Linked DNA regions of Rattus norvegicus: region 1 is linked to region 2. A link is a contact called in public Hi-C data. All regions are on one chromosome and are shown on one strand. The core of a region is the stretch at or near the end of the contact, and the rest is flanking DNA. Distances in the headings are between cores, read along the strand shown. Region 1 overlaps Ntn4 (netrin 4). Region 2 has its middle 24 kb from the start of Snrpf.

What was found. Hi-C and Micro-C count contacts between places; a contact is called where the count stands out from the background.
Region 1: a contact with region 2 is called in a Hi-C map of the A7r5 cell line, with 3 times the contacts expected there. The contact joins two enhancer-like sites. A contact is called at or near these places in 4 of 12 Hi-C or Micro-C datasets (the A7r5 cell line, the Rat2 cell line, Schwann cells and 1 more).

The regions. Positions count from the first base shown.
Region 1 is chr7:30,155,508-30,159,812 of GRCr8, reverse strand. The region is part of intron 5 of Ntn4 (netrin 4); the gene reads right to left. Among named protein-coding and RNA genes, the nearest start is that of Ntn4, 84 kb to the right of the region's middle. Within about 2 kb of position 1,987, at least 5 of the 93 cell types and tissues checked have an H3K27ac peak or open chromatin away from gene starts, as enhancers often do. A contact at or near this core is called in the A7r5 cell line, where this site is marked.
Region 2 is chr7:30,046,408-30,050,792 of GRCr8, reverse strand. No RefSeq gene overlaps it. Among named protein-coding and RNA genes, the nearest start is that of Snrpf, 24 kb to the right of the region's middle. Within about 2 kb of position 2,197, at least 5 of the 93 cell types and tissues checked have an H3K27ac peak or open chromatin away from gene starts, as enhancers often do. A contact at or near this core is called in the A7r5 cell line, where this site is marked.

The DNA.
Region 1 (4,305 bases), core at 738-3,237, 110 kb before region 2:
GGGCAATGTTTGATGGACCTGTGAGATTAACTCAAGTGTACAAGCAAGGCCTGTTGCATTTAGCACACCAGGAGAGTGAGAGGCACAAAACCAGTTGGAACATCAAAGAGGCCAACAAATCCTTGGTTGTTGGGCAGGAAGATAGCTGACCCTAGAACTGATTTCCAGGATCAAATGCCATTCTATGAGCTAAGGTGACCAGGTGACTATCCTACTAAATGTATGGGAGCCACTATAAGCAGTGTGTCACATCAATCCTTAGAGAATTCATCCAAGGCCACAAAGGCACTCACTGAGTTGGAAAGCAGGACAATAGTTTCAGAGGGGGAAAATGTCCATGAAGAAACACTGCAGGGGATTTCCTGAGGAAGTCTTTCTCAGACTTTACTCATTCTATCCCCACCCTCTCCCTGAGGCACACAGCGCATCTTTCCTCTCACAGCCCAGAGACCACAGTAGTGCTTAAACGAAAGCACTTTTGAAGACGGTCAATGAGCTGGTTCACACTCAGGCCTTTGGAGAGTGAACAGAGAGTCCTGTGCACTCACTGGGTGTCAGCCCTGTGCACTCACTGGGTGTCAGCCCTGTGCACTCACTGGGTGTCAGCCCTGTGCACTCACTGGGTGTCAGCCCTGTGCACTCACTGGGTGTTAGCCAGGGCTCATACATCACTGCCACCTCAGTGTATTGCTGTGACCTGTTACTGTAAGTTTCTCCCCATCGAGTAGGTAAGGCCTTTCCAGGCATCTTACAGACCTGGTGATTACCACAGTGCCTGGCAGAGGGGAAGCAAAGTCTTGTATACAACCACTATATAAAAGAGTAGTTGTGAACAGCACCAAATTAGACACTGAGGAGCCTTGAGGTAAAGAAAACTTCAGTGAACATCCTAAATTGAAAGTCATAAGGAAGTACCCCTTCTTGAGATTTCTACTAACACTTCATGGATTTAAAGTTCTCCTGAGGATCAAACACACGAATCTTGACTTCTGTCTTTCTCCCTCAGTAAATGTCTTAAAATTTATTTTGAAACTCTAAGTTTACACACACTCAAACAGAGATAAAATCTTCGGTTTTATTTGGACGTTGGTTTAAGTAGACAGTCTCACTAGCTCATTTAAGCAATTTAGCTCTAGAAAGCCCTCAAACGCTTAACCTTCATTGGAAAACATCTCACAGCCCTCTCAACCTCTAAGACAGTACAGTCAGATGAGGACTTGTTAAAGTGAATTTTTGACTTTGTCTGGGCTGGAATACGGGGTTCTGCATTTCAAAGCAGCAACCAGATGATGCCAATGAGATTAGGTCTCTGGACCACACAGAGGGCAGGTTGTTCTGCCTTGGTAAACTCAGAACAAATACAACAAAACCGGGGGTTGGGGATTTAGCTCAGTGGTAGAGTGCTTGCCTAGCAAGCGCAAGGCCCTGGGTTCGGTCCCCAGCTCAGAAAAAAAAAAAAAAGAAAAAAAAATACAACAAAACCATTATTCTGCATATAGTCATTTATGCTATTTTTGGAGCCACACAAGGGAATAGTCTAGATTTTTCTCCTTTTAATCACCCCCCCTTAAAGATTTATTTATCTTATGTATATGAGTACACTGTAGTTATCTTCTGGGATATCAGAAGAGGGCATCAGATCCCATTACAGATGGTTGTGAGCCACCATGTGGTTGCTGGGAATTGAACTCAGGACCTCTGGAAGAGCAATCAGTGCTCTTAACCGCTGAGCCATCTCTCCAGCCCTCAGCCTGTGTGTTTGATACTACATTCCGTGAAAGCAAAGCAGAAAGTGATGGAGGGAAGGCATCTAGGTATAGCAGTTCTCTATCAGGGACCTCCTGTGAATCGGTACATCACAAACACAGTAGACTTTGTGTGTCATCGGCTTAGTCACCAGACGTCATAGCTGCAGAGGACACACAGACGCTGGTATGGAAGAAAGGGAGTGGCACTGAACACATGCCAGTGAGACACATGCTGTAGAGAGGAATTCCACAGAAGAATGGGATTGCTGTGTCGTCAGATGGACTGCCGGCTCAGAAAGGGGAACGGAAGAACAAGACTTGTACTCTAGCAGGAAGTGGACGTGGATGTCTGTGCCCAAATGTACCCTGGAGTATTCAGGAAGTAAATGGAGCCTTTGCTCAGCAGGGCAGGGACTATGTAGAGAGGAGAAGACAAGTCTTCCTCATACCTTCCATGTCCCCTGAAAACCATGCTATAAATGCCAGGCTGCTATCGGCCATTTTCATAATTCTCCTCCACGGGACACTAAGAAGCATGAAAATACTGGCTGACTAGGAGTGATCTGCAATAAGTCTTATTAGAATAGTTCTAAACTTTGATGCTAAGAGATTAAAGGGTAGAATGGAGCGGTGGCTCAGCAGTTGAGAGCACGGACTGTTCTTCCAGAGGTGCTGAGTTCAAATCCCAGCAACCACATGGTGGTTCACAGCCATCTGTAGTGGGATCTGATGCCCTCTTCTGGTGTGTCTGAAGACAGCTACAGTGTACTTATATATAATACAGTGTACTTATATATAATAAATAAATCTTTAAAAAACAAGAGTTAACCTTTTGTTAACTTAGGACTCAGTCGAAAAAAATGTGACTTGCGGTTTTGTTTAGTTTTGTTCTGAAGGGTGCATTAGTACAGTTGTCATTGAGATGCCATTGGTTGTCTGACCAGCTAGGAGGAATCCATTTTTGTTTTACAGTTTCTTCTCTTGTACCCTTCTTATAAAATTCTGGATCCATGAGTACTTTACGTTGTAAAAAGCCAGAGATGACAGCATTTTACATTTGGCAAGCATAGGACTCAGAGCTTGTCACAGAGCAGTAACAAAAAACAAAAGGAAAATGTGAAGACATTCATTTTGGCTCCCAGTCTGTCCTGACCCTTCCTACTTTTTCTTTTTCTATTGTTTGACTCGTTCAAAAAAACATTTCACCTGTTCTAATTCTTCATGTGGTTTTTTATTTTATAAAAGGCAAACAAAATAAAAATTGTTAAGTAAGGGTCAGGGAGATGGTTTAGAGTGCAAAATGTTTGCCATGGAAGACTGACTATTTTAATTTGACCCTGAACCCACAGTAGTAGTAGTAATAGTAGTAGTAGTAATAGCAGTAATAGTAGTAGTAATAGCAGTAGTAGTAATAGTAGTAGTAGTAATAGCAGTAATAGTAGTAGTAATAGCAGCAGTAGTAATAGTAGTAGTAGTAATAGCAGTAATAGTAGTAGTAATAGCAGTAGTAGTAATAGTAGTAGTAGTAATAGCAGTAATAGTAGTAGTAATAGCAGCAGTAGTAATAGTAGTAGTAATAGTAGTAGTAGTAGTAATAATAGTAGTAGTAATAGTAATAGTAGTACTAATAGTAGTAGTAGTAGTAGTAATAATAATAGTAGTAGTAGTAGTAGCAGCAGCAGCAACCAGATGATGGTTTAGGGTTAGGATTAGGTTACTGCTACTACTACTACAACTACTACTACTACTACTACTACTACTACTACTACTACTAGCAGCAGCAGGGAGAGGAGAGGTAGAGGTTGGAGAAATGGCACAGCAATTAAGAACCCTCGTTGCTCTAGTAGAGGATGTGAATTTGGTTCTCAGCACCCATCTTGGGTGGCTCACAACCACCTGTAACTTCAGCTCTGAGGGATGTGATGCCCCCTCCTGGTCTCCGATGGCATTTGCATTCATGTGCACATAGCTACACATAGACATACACACAGAGAATTACAAATAAGATAAAACCTTTTAAGAGTCGGAGACACCATGTTGCACACCTGCAATCCCAGCATGCCCATGGTGAAATGAGAGGTGGAGATGGGATGGTGACATCTGTTGGAAGCTGTGAGCCAACCAGCTGACGTCTACAGTACTACAGTGGAAACAAGAGAAACCCTGTCCCACCAAGTTAAAAAACCAAGAACCAACCCTTGAGAGTTATCCTCGGACCTTTATACTCATAGTTCCAAACCCAAACACACACTCTTACACACGCACACTCATACACGCATGCTCATATATGCACACTCATACACGCACATTTTTTAAAAAAATAATAAAAGTGAGTGAATAATAATAATGCTTTTAAATGAGTCTGAATTATACATCATTAAAATATGTTGCAAATATGTAATACTTTACTAATTACATTTTTGCAATGGCTTCCTCTGTCCTAGAAGCTAAACACCAACTTTTTGGTTTGTTTCAAGTCAGAGTCTTACTATACAGCCCTGGCTGTCCTGGAACTCACTATGTACCCCAGGTTGGCCTCAAACTCACTGCGATCACC
Region 2 (4,385 bases), core at 948-3,447:
CTTTCTCTATTTCCTGCCTAAATGTCTTTTCAAACGTCCTTTTCAGGAAAGATGCTCAGACATGCTTTACGTAAAGAAAAGTAGGGAATCAGAATTACCTGACTAAGCCCATCTTTTAGAGTTCGGATGACAAATAAAGAGACAAGAGCAGAAGGAAACCACTTTTATAAGTTCGGATTGGGTGGCATGGTACCCTTTCAGTTGGAAACACCACCTTGCAGTAATTAACTAAAATGACATATATGACGGGAAAGAGGAGAGCTACCCACTGCACATCCTGTAGTCTTTAAGAAAATGTGATGTAATGCTCGCCCATATTTTTTTTTTTCGGGAACCCAGGGCCTTGCGCTTGCTAGGCAAGCGCTCTACCACTGAGTTAAATCCCCAACCCCTATGCTCGCCCATATTAATCTACAGGAAATGATATTGTGACGTAATGTTGAGGGATTGCTGCTCTTCGAAAAGGGGAAACCACCAATGTCACCGCAGCAAATGAGCGCAGAAATAGCTTCCTAAAATACACAAAGGAGCGTGATTAGAGACAGAATGAAAGCCAAAGAGAAAGTGTTCGGGAGTTCCATTAAGGCGTCAGAGCGCTCTCTCTGGAAACCATGACTCGTGAGAATCTGTGGAGGGCAGCTGGAGCTGACAAACAGACTCACTGTGAGTCACGCGTCCCAGGTGGACACCACTGTAGTCGATGTCTTTATGCAGGTGAAGACGGGCTCAAGATAAGGCAAGGCCTGTGACTGGGCAGTGAAAAGTAAGGCAGGGACAGAGTTTTTGTAAGGCAGGAGAGAGGAGAAAGAAAGGAGAACCAAGATGGAGGCAGGGAAGGACGACCCAGATCCCTGTGGCCTTAAATGGCCGCAGATAGTTATGAATATTTCTTTTTTTTTTTCTTTTGGAGCTGGGGACCGAACCCAGGGCCTCGCACGTTATATTTCTTAAGGGGTGGATTTTTATAGGACAGTTTGTCTTTTATAGGGCAGTTTATATCATCATCTATTGGTGGTAGGTTTATTATATGGACGTTTTGTGGACTGAGAATTTAAGATATAAATCTGATTGCTAAATTACAAGCTTATTGAGTTTTGGTTTAAATGGGTTACTGGGAGCTGTGACTATAACCACAGGAGGCAGATGCTGGGAATGTGAGCTACGAGATAGGCAGTCTCTGTATGAAACTGGCGTGGCAGCGACCCGCCTTGGGAACTAGATGGGTAGAGAGATGGCTACCAGCCTCGGAGAGTAGCCGTCAGCAGCGTGAGATGGGATGGAGCGTAGCAGGTGAGACGCTTTGCTGACTGAGATGAAAATATCCTGCAGGTGCCATGTGTCCTAACAGAGCCAGCACCAGCAAGGGATGGGAGAGATTCTTTTATTAATATTTATCACAGCACACCACTAATTAAAAGGTCTTTGGACTGCAATGCATACATAAACATTAAAACCTCAAAAGGGAAGCACACCTGGGCACACACCTATAATCCCAACACTGAGGAGAACAGAAGGATCACAAATCCAAGGCTAGCCTGGGCTACACAACAAGACTCAGTCTCAAAACAAAAAGAAAAGGAAGATAAGGAAAGGAGGGGCCTACATAGGAAGGAAAAAGTCCATCAAATATCACCTTTGTTGAAATAGAACAGTAATGGCTCGCTGAATCCAACATCTAGTGTCACCCGCATGCCTACACATCAGGTGTAGGTGGCATTAGGGTCACATATCAATGACAACAGTCCCTCGGGAAACTCAATGAAAAACCTTTGCCATTTGGTTCAATTTCTGGACAATTCCAGAGGTATAATAGAAAAAAAACGGGACATCAACTGTAAAAAATAGTTACAAGGATTAAAATTTAGAAAGAGGCAGAAATACCCAGCATGGCAGGCTGTTGCTGTAATCCCAGGACCTGGACGGCTGAGGCAGGAAGAGAGTGAGTCGTGAGGACAGCCGGGGCTGCACAAAAAGATCAACAACAAAACGAAGCCAGGAGGATCAGCTTCCCGATTTATAATCGCAGAGAACATTAAGCTCCGATGGCCAAGGACGCCATTTTTAAATCCCAACTCTGTCCTCTCAGCAGACTGAATGTTTTCTAATATTTTGGGCCAAAATTTAAAGCCCCACTTGGTGAAGAAAAAAATCAAGCCACCATCCAAAAATGTGTCTTGCCCCGCGTTCCTGCTGTGATTCATAAGGAATTCGCTTTGCAGTGTTGTTGAGAACAGCGATGGGAGAGGCGGTTTACTCTCTCCCTCCGAGTGATTTTTAAACCACATCAGTTCTTTTCCCACGTGCAGGTGGTTTTTTCTTTTTCTTTTTTTTTATCCACAAATGATTGCTTGGGGCGTTTTTTGCTTTGCCACACGTTTTAGAAGCGAAGGAATGAAGGGGAACCAGGTAACCTACAAACTTTTGCCTACAGTAGATTAGACCAATTCGGGGGTGGGGGTGGGGGTAGGGGTGGGGGTGGGTAGAGCCCTCGAGCTGCTTTAGAAGTAGAGAAGGCTCAGTAACAGCGCGCATGTCAAACATATTCCTAATTAACTTGCATTCAAATATTCGACTAAAGAGTGACTTTCTCCTAAACTAAAACTAAAGAGTTTTAACTCCTCCTATTTTTAGTCAGTGAGAATTTACCCACGTGCTGAGAAGTGTGCACAAAGCATCGGGAATTTCCTTAGAGGCCCGCCGTGTGACTTAGTGTATAATACTTTGCATATAAGCCTGTCATGGTGACACGTGCCTGTCTAACACTACCCTCAAGGAGATTGAAGTAGGAAAATCGTCAGTTTGAGGCCAGTCAGGGCTATAGAGTAAGACGTCATCTCTACAAAACAAAATAGAACCACCTCTCAAACAAAGACAGGTAAAACCTTGCACATTAAACAAAATAGGCCAGAGGCTGGGGTGCCTAGCAGAAGTGGGGTGGCGGAAATAAGATGGTGGCTTTTGAGTGGGCTAAAAAGTGGCAAGAAAGACCTTTCATGAAGGTGTGAAGGTGGAAATGTTTAGGGGACATTTGGTGGTTCTGTCTTGTAGAATTCAATAGAATGACAAAATTTGGCATTATAAGCCTAAAGGCCTCTTAGGTTAATTTTTCTGGGTTTGCAAACATATTTATAACTAGAAAATAGTCATTTAATGTCTATTGTCAAATGTCATCTTCCAGGTACGAAGGTAAAGACTGACTGGGGGGTGAGGACAGAAGGGGGCTCGGTCCCATGACAACCTTTGACAGAAATACTGTCGTTTTCCGCACTTTATAGTTTAGTGGGTCCTGAGGTTGCAGTGAGCTGCCTCAGGCCATGGAGTTCCTAAGTGGCCGACTCTGGGTCTCTCAGCGATGTTTTCGTGGCCCACGATGCTCTTCGTAGCCCACAATACTCTCTTGGCCCCCGATGCTCTTCATGATCCACAGTGCTCTTCGTGACCCACAATGCTCTTCGTGGCCCACAATGCTCTTCGTGGCCCACAAAGCTCTCGTGGCCCACAATGCTCTTCGTGACCCACAATGCTCTCGTGGCTCACAATGCAGCGCCGATTGCTCCTCTACTGTTAGCCAACCTAGATACCAGATAGAAGTTGGAATACCGTTCAGTATTCTCCTGCTCGTCTGTATTGCGTTATGTATCTGTGCGGTACAAATTGGTTTGAAGCAAATACTGCTGTACAACCCTAAGGAATTGGCTCTCAGTGACTTAAAATTGCCGCGGCGTACTGTCACCTTGTTCTTATTACTACTAAAAGCAGTGAGATACCCAGACCTTAAAAAAATTCCCTTACAGTCATGTGTGGTGGTGGAGGCCTGTAATCCCGGCACTCGGAGATGGGACTGTGATCAGTTGGAGGCTAACCTGGCCTATATAGCAAGTTCTAGGCCAGCCTGGGCTACACAGTGAAACCTTGACTTAAACAAAAGAAACGCAAATGCAAAATAGACAGAAACAGAATTTATATGTTTAAATTCTCTTTCAACATAGAAAGCAAATCTAAGTTTATCAAATTTAGTAATTCTGTATGTAAACGCAAGTATGTTTCTTCTACTGGTTTGTAAAAGTTCTTGACACCCCGGCGTCACAGATTATTGTAAAAGACTTGCAGACCAATGGGTCGCTCTTGAGACAGACTTTTCTGCACAAATGTTAAAATGTTTGTCACCAAGAATTCCTCTTGGGGCTGGAGAGGTGGCTCAGCAGTTAAGAGCACTGACTGCTCTCCCAGAGGTCCTGAGTTCAATTCCCAGCAACCACATGGTGGCTCGCAACCATCTGTAATGGGATCCAATGCCCTCTTCTGGTGTGTCTGAGACAGTGACAGTGTACTCATACATAATAAATAAATCTTAAAAAAAAAAAAAAAGAATTCCTCTTGGTATT